Regions from separate parts of the Mus musculus genome. Here region 2 is linked to region 1. The links are chromatin contacts, called in public promoter capture Hi-C maps. All regions are on one chromosome and are shown on one strand. The core of a region is the stretch at or near the end of the contact, and the rest is flanking DNA. Distances in the headings are between cores, read along the strand shown. Region 1 has its middle 7.2 kb from the start of Gm33169. Region 2 holds the start of Slc10a5 (solute carrier family 10 (sodium/bile acid cotransporter family), member 5).

Evidence for each region. Promoter capture Hi-C pulls out the DNA fragments that hold promoters and counts their contacts.
Region 2: a promoter capture Hi-C map of the C10 cell line shows a contact between it and region 1. The contact joins the promoter of Slc10a5 here to the enhancer-like site in region 1. A contact is called at or near these places in 4 of 39 promoter capture datasets (the C10 cell line, embryonic stem cells and liver), 1 of 15 datasets of contacts at CTCF or cohesin (the NIH/3T3 cell line) and 3 of 115 datasets of contacts at active chromatin or transcription factors (large pre-B cells, pancreatic cancer cells and stem cell-derived neural progenitor cells).

What each region holds. Positions count from the first base shown.
Region 1 is chr3:9,667,461-9,673,167 of GRCm38.p6, forward strand. No RefSeq gene overlaps it. Among named protein-coding and RNA genes, the nearest start is that of Gm33169, 7.2 kb to the left of the region's middle. Within about 2 kb of position 2,456, at least 18 of the 459 cell types and tissues checked have an H3K27ac peak or open chromatin away from gene starts, as enhancers often do.
Region 2 is chr3:10,333,616-10,338,606 of GRCm38.p6, forward strand. Slc10a5 (solute carrier family 10 (sodium/bile acid cotransporter family), member 5) reads right to left here and starts at 2,041. Exons shown (of 1, transcript NM_001010834.2): 1 at 1-2,041. The coding sequence starts at 1,983. The coding sequence ends at 679.

The DNA.
Region 1 (5,707 bases), core at 1,206-3,705:
GAATTTTGGCACAGGCTAGTGCATGGGCAGGAGTAGGCCTTAGTAACATGGGGCAGTATAAGGGGAAACCCTCTTGTGTCTAGTCACTATTAGGGCCCAAGGATCACCAAAGGAAGACCCCAGACTCAAATAGTATGCAAAGACAAAGATGTTTTATTCTGCAGAAATTAGCAACATGCAGGGGTCAGATAGTCATCAAAAATGGTGACGACCAGAAAGGCTTATAAACCTCCCTTTAATGCAAGGCTAGGGAAACTTACAGAAGGATTAAGTAGCCTCTACTATGATCCGTAGGGCAAACCAGTGACATCAGTACAGTTTGGATTGGTTACTAAGGTTTATTATATTTACTGAGACCTTGAAGAGTTTCAAAGACCAGCTAAGTTTTGGCCTTGCTATCTCCTCCAGCCAGGTGTCCCCGGAGCTGACTCCACTCCAGACTCATCCTCCCTAAGTCAGGGTTGTCACTGACCAACTGCCCATTGCCAGTGGCTTCCTCTGAGCAGACCAGTTTGCTTCCTGGGGAATTAGAAAGTTTCATTCCCAAGGTTTTTGGGAATTATCGTCTTCACCCGGTCCATGCTTAGTATCCAGCATCATGTCAGAGGTGCGTTTTGATACAGTCACTAAGTAGGTCTGACGCACCCCCCAGGGGCAGATGCCAGCCTTGGGAACAGACAGAAAGCACCTTACCCAAGCCTTCACATCACTGAGGCCAACACTCCCTTTGACAGATAACCAGTGTTTCCCTGGTGTAGATGGTTCCTGCCCTTGAAGGAAGCAGAGACCAATATCCTTAAAATGATAAAAGCCCACTCTTGGACTATGGAAAAGACACAATTAAGTGTTCCCAGACAGCTGTGGCCAGTTTGTAAAAAAAAAACCAGCTTCTGCGAGCACAGTAAGTTTCTTCCCCCAGGTCAGAAAGGTCCCTTTCCAGCTGGTGCCCCGCTGTCTGAACAAAGGTCGTCAGGTTTGAAGGACGGCATTCCTTCACCCTCTCATGGAATGCCAAGGCTTAGAAACCCCACTTGTGGTTTTTTCCTTTATAAACACTCTTCACTTAGACCTGGGGTTTACTCTCCTTCATGTTCCATCAGGAAGGTCAGTGGCCCAAGCTCAAGCTTGAATAAAGACCCTCATGTGATTTCAGAGGGTTGTGATTCCTGGTGGTCTCTTCCGAGTTTTTACAATCTGGGTACAACACTGGCTTATAAACAGCTTTTAGAGAGGATACGGCCTGAGAGGCACAGATAATGGAAGGTGAAAGCCTGAGGCAGGTTTGAGTTTGGAAGTGACAGACTGACACCACCATTTACAAGGTCTCCACTCTCAGAACAGTTGAAGTTGACAGTGTGGTGTAGACGTCCCTGCTTCCTGCTTGGGCATGGGTGTCATCTTTTCTTCGCTCCCTACCAGGACTCGTAGGGATTGTTGCAAGGGTGAAACAGTCTTGCCACAAATGAACAATCCCACAGCAGTGGTGAGGGTGCGGTGGTTTTACTTTCTTCCCCTCTAAGGAGATGCCTGGATTAGCCCACAGGAACGATATACAATTTTTAATGGCAATTTGAATTTTTAACATTTGATTTGTTTGTTTGAAGCAAGATTCTTTATATCCCAGGCTGGTCTTGAACTCACAATGTAGCTGAGAATGACCTTGAACTCCATCTTCCTCCTACCTTGCAAGGTGTGGGAGGAGTGCTCCACTGTCTGGAGCACAGACATGTGCCACCAGGCCCTGGACAGGCAAGTGTTTAGATGTATTTTTAATCATTTTGGAAACTAGGAATCTGCATAACTTCGGTCAGTTAGGGGAACCCCTAACGTCCCTAATGGTGGAGGTTTTCGAAAGCCTAGTTATCACTCAGAGCTCATCAGAAGTGTAGTGGGATACTGTGGCCCATCCCTGTCATCTCAGGTCCCTGGAGCCAGAGGCAGGAGGAGGGTTGAGATTCTGAGTCACTCTAGCAGTCACGGCTACACAGTGAGCCTATCTTAAAAATTCTATGTGCTACCCTGACCGGCCTGGAAATATTGGTAAGTACATTAGCTTATCCTCAAAAGTTGCCACCGTGGGTTTAGGAAGAAGACTCTGTGAGCAAGAGCTTTGCTCTGCAAGCATCAGGATCAGAATTCAGATCCCCAACACCCACTATTTCTTTAAAGCTAGTTGTCACCATGCCCTCATATAACCCCAGTTCTGTGTAGGGTGGAGGCAGGAGGATTACTGGGCATTTTGAGCCATTGGCCTAGCTCTAGGCTTGGTGAGCGACCCTGTCTTGGGGATGGGGGGAAGATAATAGTAGAAGTACACCTTCTGGCTTATATACATGCACAGGTACTACACACACACACACACACACACACACCTCCTGGCTTCTTACTCCTTGCAGACCTGACAAGTGAAAAACATGCTCTTTCCTCAGAGCAGTTCAAGCATTTGAGCAATATTGTGCAAGAGGAAAGAACCCTGTTTGTTCTTCCCACAGGGGACTCTTGGACTTTGGTTCCCTGAGCATCTTCTGAGTCTGGAAAGTTTCCAGGTGGCAGAGAACAGGCAGAGACTCTGGGAAGGAGAAACAGTCTGCTCAAGACTTGGCAGAGCTCTTTGGTCGGAGCCCCTGCCAGCTACTCAAAGTTCAAGGAACTTGACAGGCAGAGGCTGTTTGAGGAAGACTTGAACCTACTGGTTCATCCATCTCACGCCTAGCTGTCTGTCTTATTGGGTGGGGCTGGGGGAGCCGGGGATGGGGTGGAGTTGGGGGGTATCTTCTTTCTGATGAGGTTCAACAATGGCATTTACCCTGAACTACAGCAGGTCTTGGGCCTTATGGTCTCCCAGTCTATCAGCCTCATAGTGCCTGGAAGGATAACCCAGTCAGTCAGTCAGTCATTCAGTCCGTCCATCAGTCACTGTCTGTCTGTCTGTCTCTCTGTGTGTATGGTGTGTGTGTGTGTGTGTGTGTGTGTGTGTGTGTAAGACAGACAGCTATAAAGATTTCCAGCAGACTGTGACAGTCTAGACTAGTAAGATAGTTGATTTAATTCTTTGTCCTGAGAGGATTAGTGATTTATTTTGTTTTTAACTGTCTTTCAACCCAAGAGAGTAAGAAAGCGAGGGAAACTGTGCCTATATGCTAGGCTTGGAAGATCAGCCAACTTCAGTTATTATAGTAGCAACAGGAAGCTTAGCGTTCTGAGGGTCAGAAGGCGGCACATATACATGAAAAGGATGGTGCCAACCTAAAGAGCCAGTATGTTCTGCTGATAGGCACTGAAAAAAATATTTGTCCAAAGATAGTGGATTCCATAGCTGCTCTTCATGTAGATGCAAGATTACATGGTTTCCTGGAGCCAAGACCAACTTTGACTTAGGCAGGAAAGATTCCAATTATGGACCTAACTACATGATTCAGAACATGTTAATGTTGCTTGGAATTGCTTTTCTCTCCATAAAGTGAGCCCCTTATTTATAGGAGAGTAGAGGATTGCAGTAGAATTCTAGGCACTAAACTAATTGCTGATTTGGGGCCTGGTAAGATGGCTCATTGGGTAAATTGCCTGCTGTCAGCCTGGGACATGAGCTCTGCCCTCTGGAGCCGCATGGTGGGAGGAGAGAACCAATTCTAATCTCCGAGTGTATACACCCCTCCACACAATAAATAAATAAATAAATAAATAAATAAACTAAACAATGTAAAATAGCTTTTCTCACTGAAATGTTACTTGGACCACAATAAAGAGCCCCTTCTCCAGAGGTGAGAAGAAACTTTCTCCTTTCTTTTAAAAATTACATTTATTTGCTTATTTATTTCCTGAGGACAAGTTGCAGTGGCCAGTTGTCTGCATCTGCCATTGGGTCCCGGGAATTCAGCCGGGGTCTTCCAGCCGTATCCTTAGCCACCTTCCTGGCTCCTCTTCCTTCTTTTCCAGACACAGCGGGGCACCCCTGGGTCGCCCTCTGTATGTACTTTTCCCGTGTGGCCCAACACAGGCTTCCATGTGTGCTTGTGAAAGGCCTGAGAACCAAAGCCGCTCATCTTCTCCTGAGATGTGCTGATTTACTTATGCTCACTCGTTTTGTCCATAATTCACATTGCTTTTAGAAACCTGTGGATAACTGAATCTCGGGTGCAGAGCCTACCTGGCCTTTCACAAAGCAGAGACAGCACCAGGCATGACATCGTTACCTCAAGACAGCCGTCATCTTCACCTCATAGGAGGGCCCTTCCTGGGTCTGGCCTTTTCTGCTTTCTAGCGGTCTTGGTCCCCTCTTCCTTTAGGTGGTCTCATCAGGGTTTTCTTGGCTACCTCAGGACCAACTGCCTGTGGGTCCTTTTGCTCTCCCTTTGGCCCTGTGGGAGGGAGAATCAAAAACATTTTCTAAGCAAGAACATCTTCGCCTACTGCTCAGGCCACACAGTCCTGCTGCCTTCCAAAGCACAGCTGCTTTCTCTGTTTAATTTTCATCATGACCCCAACGCCCGAGGCTTTGGTACACAGCCCAAAGGGCTGAGCACCAGAACCTGACTCCTCCCCAGGATACACTGAGTCCCTCCTTCCTTTTTTCTACTCTTTCTGTCCTCCTTTTCTCCTTCCTTCTCTCTCTCTCTTTTTCTTCAACTATTGACTTCACGCCAAGCCTGCCCCTCCCTCCGGTATCTGACCCTCCTCTGTCTTCCCTTAGGAGACTTCCTTTCTTCTTAAGAATGTGTGTTCTATTGTGATTGGGTTACCTCACTCAGGATGATGCCCTCCAGGTCCAACCATTTGCCTGGGAATTTCATAAATTCATTCTTTTTAATAGCCGAGTACTACTCCATTGTGTAAATGTGCCACATTTTTTTTTTTAATCCGGAGGGCATCATCCTGAGTGAGGTATCCCAATCACAAAAGAACTCAAATGATATGTACTCACTGATAAGTGGATATTAGCCCAGAAACTTAGAATACCCAAGATATAAGATACAATCTGTGAAACACATGAAACTCAAGAAGAACAAAGACCAAAGTGTGGACACTTTGCCCCTTCTTAGAATTGGGAACAAAACACCCATGGAAGGAGTTACAGAGACAAAGTTTGGAGCTGAGACAAAAGGATAGACCATCTAGAGACTGCGATATCCAGGGATCCATCCCATAATCAGCTTCCAAACGCTGACACCATTGCATACACTAGCAAGATTCTGCTGAAAGGACCCTGATATAGCTGTCTCTTGTGAGACTATGCCAGGGCCTAGCAAACCCAGAAGTGGATGCTAACAGTCAGCTATCGGATGGGTCACAGGGCCCCCAATGGAGGAGCTAGAGAAAGTACCCAAGGAGCTAAAGGGATCTGCAACCCTATAGGTGGAACAACATTATGAACTAACCAGTACCCCGGAGCTCTTGACTCTAGCTGCATATATATCAAAAGATGACCTAGTTGGCCATCACTGCAAAGAGAGGCCCATTGGTCATGCAAACTTTATATGCCTCAGTACAGGGGAACACCAGGGCCAAAAAGTGGGAGTCGGTGGGTAGGGGAGTGGGGGACTTTTGGGATAGCATTTGAAATGTAAAAGAGGAAAATACCTAATTAAAAAAAAGTGTGTTCTATTGGCGCACACCTTTAATCCCAGCACTTGGGAGGCAGAAGCAGGCAGATTTCTGAGTTTGAGGCCAGCCTGGTCTACAAAGTGAGTTCCAGGACAGCCAGGGCTAC
Region 2 (4,991 bases), core at 791-3,290, 670 kb after region 1:
CTTAAGAGCAAGGTATTTGGGTAACTTAATCCTTATTTGATTTAATACATTTAATGATGCATAAAGCTATCCCACAAAGCACATGTCGGGTTAACCTGTATCTTAAACCTATGTGGACGTCTGTGTTTTACAGATTTGAAAGCTGACGTGACACATTCTCAGTGCCATCAAGCACAGCTAGAAAGAGAGCTGCCTGGCCTTTGATGGGCAAATGGTGGCACCTCCATAGGTTGGTATTACGCAAATGCATTTATAGTTTGAGCCTCTGAACGGGCATTTCTGTTGAAAAGCCAAATGCTCCAGGGAGGTAGCCACTGCTTTTCTGATCAGGATAGACATCCACCACCACACCATCAGGTCTTTTGTAAATCATGCTTTTTGTACACTGGACTTAGTGACATAAGAAAGAACAGATTTGGTTGTATCAGCCCAAAACACTATAGGCAAGAACACTGACAGGAAAATGTTAAACCATTTGGATTAGGCTAGGTTAGGGTAATGTATAATACACATGCAAACACATACACGTGCACACATGTAACATGTTATACGCACCTGTATGTCACACACACATATATAAGACATACACATACAGGTACTAGAAGAAATGATCTCCTCACCTCCCATGTCAAGCTTTTAACCAGCTTGAAGGTGACTATAGTGCATCTGCTGTACATTTTAAACTAGAGGAGTTTTTTCATATTCTGTGCTAAGGGATGGCCTTCTCTTAGCCTTGTAGACCAGAAGGAGCAGTAACATTTCACAGCTGGAACACATGGCTACTGTAAAGGGGGCTACGGAGGCTTCGTGTGCCTTGGGCTGGGAAAAGGAAAGCTGAATGATGGCCAGAGCTAAGAAACTATTCAACATCCCAGTTTCGAGAGCAACCGTCTTGCAAACAGGAAGAGGCAGCAAGTAGACTTTAGCCAAGGAATAGCCAAACAAAAGGCCCAGTGCAGGAACCAGAAGCCCCAATAGAAACACCTCTAGGTTAGCCATTCTCAGAAACACTAGTCCCATCCGGAAAGCCAAGTAGATGCCCACGAACATTAAAGTCAAGCTCAGAGGCCGCACTACTCTCTCTAAACAGATTGCTTTCGCAGGCATCTTGTGTTTAATGATGACACCAGTCGACATTGGCATAAGTATGAAAAGAAGAGTAGACACAATCTTTAACACAGGGACGTGAAATGCACCTGCTAAGCCCAGTAGCCGACTGTAAAAGTATGAGTTGACAGGCATCATGATGAGGGCCAGGGACGTTGATGTGCAAGTCATCAAAATGGCCAAAGTGACATCCCCTTCCAGAAGGAGAGCAAAGAGATAGCCCCCACCTCCTCCTGGGCATGTGCAGGTCATTACAAATCCAAAAGCCTGTGCCTTAGGCAAGCCCAAAATCTGAGACAAGAGAAAGCCACAGAATGGCATAAGAAAAAACTGTATAACCACCCCAAGAAGTATTGGCAAAGGTCTCTTCCACACTGTTTGAAGCACCTGGAATTCAATCTTGCAGCCAAAGGCACATTTATTTAAAAGGATCATCGATAAGACAAGCAGGAAGATGGAGCTATCGACATGGATTGGTGCCTGGAGGAGGCTGTCGTCCGTCTGTCTGAACACTCTCACTCTGACATTCTTTAGCTCGTCGATGAGTGTTGTTTGCCTACCTTCAGACTCCCAGAGCTGCAGGGTCACATTGGTCTCTCCTGGGAAAGTCTTCAGGTTGACGGTAAAGTCTGTGACAGCCAGGGAGGTCTTGGTCACATTCACCACCTGCAGCACTTTAGGATCCTCTAACTTCACGAGCAGGTAGCTGGAGTGAGGCTGTTTGTCTTTATAGCTGGACCTTACAACGATGTTTTCTTCCGTCCTTGTAAAGGACAGCATTTCTGTATTTTGTATATTCAGAAAACTGAGAAATGACTTCTTCGCTTCTCCTGGGGTCACCAACAAAAGTAGAAATATAAAAAAATTGCCAGACATTTTGAAAGTTTAAACAAACCATGTGTGCCTACCCAGTTTTAGTAAAAACCAAAAGACTATTTTTCTTACAGTTCTTCACTCACTAAAGACGTAAGTGTGAGTTAGGTAACAGCTGGGTTTGGTTGGTCAAAGTCCAGGAGGAGGAGGGACCGTTGTACTTCAAACCAGTATAAAACTATCTAGTGAGCAAGCGACACAACCAGTTTAACTTGTAGTTAAGAAAACATAAAAATAAACCCTTGTATTTAACAGGTGTCACTTACCACAAACAAAAACCTAATCTCTCTTCCTGACTTCCTTATTAACTAAGGATAAACACTTAGAGTTATTACTTTTTGGGTCTCTTTGGTCCTCAGGAAATTATAAAATAAAAGCAGCCGGGGGAACAAAACAAACAAACAAACCCCCTAAGTCAGATAGATACTATAACTTGGGGATCAGTATGATTATTCCATCAAGTCAGAGTCAAATTGCCTAACTACATGCTGGTGTGACAGGAGAGTGTGTGGTCGGAGAGAGGGGGACAGGGAGAGGGAGCAAGAAAGACAGAAGTAGTGAAATTGGTATATGAAAGAAGCCAGTCAGCTGAAAGACTGAAGTCCCTTCCTAACCAAGTCTGTCTTGTAACAAAGCATGCAACAATCAACAAATAAATGTGTCCCCCTCCCCACCACATTCTGCACTTTCTCTCCTGTCACATCAGCACGTGGTTAGGTCATTTTGACTCTGATCTGATGGACCAGTCTTACTGCTACAGTGACAAATGTGCCAATCTGTTCTCAACAGGCCCCACCACTGAACTTCTAACCTTTGTCTAGTTACTCTAAGCTCACTTGCACCTTGGGATTGATTTCTTTGTAAACTATCTTTTCCTGCCAGCATCTCTGTGTCCACTCCTGCTCCACTTCCTTGTTCAGGGGTACAACCAGAAATTGAAGCCGGTGCCCTTTGTACCCTAATTCATACCTACAACACTGGGCCCCTAAAGTAAGAGCCACATTGACCCAGGTTAGTCATGTGGCTGTCATCATTATCTATGTTGGCTGGCCTTGAGAGCACCCTGGATGCTAATAGTTCTAGAGTTCTAGAGCAATTCTACCAGGCAAAACAACACTTGCTGTCTGTAAGCAGGAAGGGTCACCAGGTAACTTAAGAACATAAAGTGCGGGAGGCAGAGGCAGGCGGATTTCTAAGTTCGAGGCCAGCCTGGTCTACAAAGTGAGTTCCAGGACAGCCAGGGCTACAGAGAAACCCTGTCTAGACAAACAAAAAACAAAACAAAACAAAAAAAACCAAAAACCAACAAAACAACAACAACAAAAAGAACATAAAGTAGTCAAAGGTATAGCCCAACTAAGTGGCTGCTGCTATTGGGCATTTGGAATTTGATGGTGGAAAGGTACTGGCCCAGTCTTTCTTTGTAACATGACTCACTGTGCACAACTGGGTGGGTCATGGGCAGCAGTCAATTGACTCGACTGTGCCTCAGCTTCCATGGATGAGGGAAAGCTAGCAATTTCCCACATGAGAGGATGCCACAAAATAAACCCTCTACTACCTACCACTACTAAAATGGCTATTCTAGTTCCCCCACCCCTATGTGTGTTTATGTGTCTGTGTCTGTGTGTGTTAGAATAAAAAGTAATGAGTTTCATCATGGCATTTTCACAATTGGACAGATTTTCTTTTTAATGGCTGTGTTTGTAGGTTAATTTTTCAAATATGGTAGACTTCAGTATCATAAATTTACTTCCACGTAGGGTAAGAGATTAGCACACATTTACCAATGGTGAGAACAGGGAATAAGACTACTCAGTGACACCAGTTAAATTCCCAAGGACCCTCACCCCCACTCCCCCCTCACCCCCACTCCCCCCTCACCCCCACTCCCCCCTCACCCCCACTCCCCCCTTACCCCCACTCCCCCCTCACCCCCACTCCCCCTCACCCCCACTCCCCCTCACCCCCACCCCCCCTCACCCCCACCCCCCCCTCACCCCCACTCCCCCTCACCCCCACCCCCCCCTCACCCCCACTCCCCCTCACCCCCACTCCCCCGTAGAACAGAGTCTGACTTAAGGCTCTGGCTGTCCTGGATCTCACTTGAGATCAGGATGGTCCTGAACTCAGAGCTCCACCTGCTTCTGCCCCTAGTGCAGCACCACAGCCTGCTTCCCAAGGAGCTTTAAAGAGACAAAGCCCCTAAGCCCGGGAAGGCTAAAGTGGGACCGCCACAGGGTTAAGGCCAGCCTGGGGTACAGAGTAAATGCTTGTCAAATGAATAAAGAGCCACCTGAAGATATCTCAGTGGGTAGGGGCACTTGCTGCCAAGGTAAACACTTGACTGTGAGCCCCAGAACACATAGTAAGAAAGAACCCACTCCCACAAGTTGTCCTCTGACTACACACACATGTTGTGGTGTGTGTCCCCACACACCAAAACTAAATCTAACTTAAAAAATAAAGTGTATGCTTTTCCCCCCAAGCACTTTATCTAGTGTTTTTGTTTTTTCTTTCAGTTTTTGTTTCCTAACCCATCTTCTGAAGACTTCAGAACAAAAAACCTGATGAATGTAGATAAGACGAATCCTATTATCCAGTTTTCTCATGCATTTTCTGTTCTTTAGACTGGTGATCGTTAGTATCAAAGCATTGTTTCAACGGTTCACCCACACTCCTCTCCTATGCTGCATGGCTTCCCTTGCAGCACGTGAACACCAAGTAAGATAGGGACACTGTAAGCCTACCATTTCATTAGGCAACTTAATGTGAACCTGAGATTTCTGCCCTTCAGAGTGTTTATTTGGACATAGGGAGGTAGGGGACTGAGATTCCACCCACACCTTGTTCTCTTTAGATTATTAACCTGCCAATGCTTAGTGCCAAGGATGCTCGCTCATCCTGACGTCCTCCAGCCCCGTGGGCTCCATCCCTAGGACGGGCCTAGCTTATGGACTGTGTACTCACTGTCGTAGGTTCCTCTCTGGATAGACTTGTCTCTCATCTGC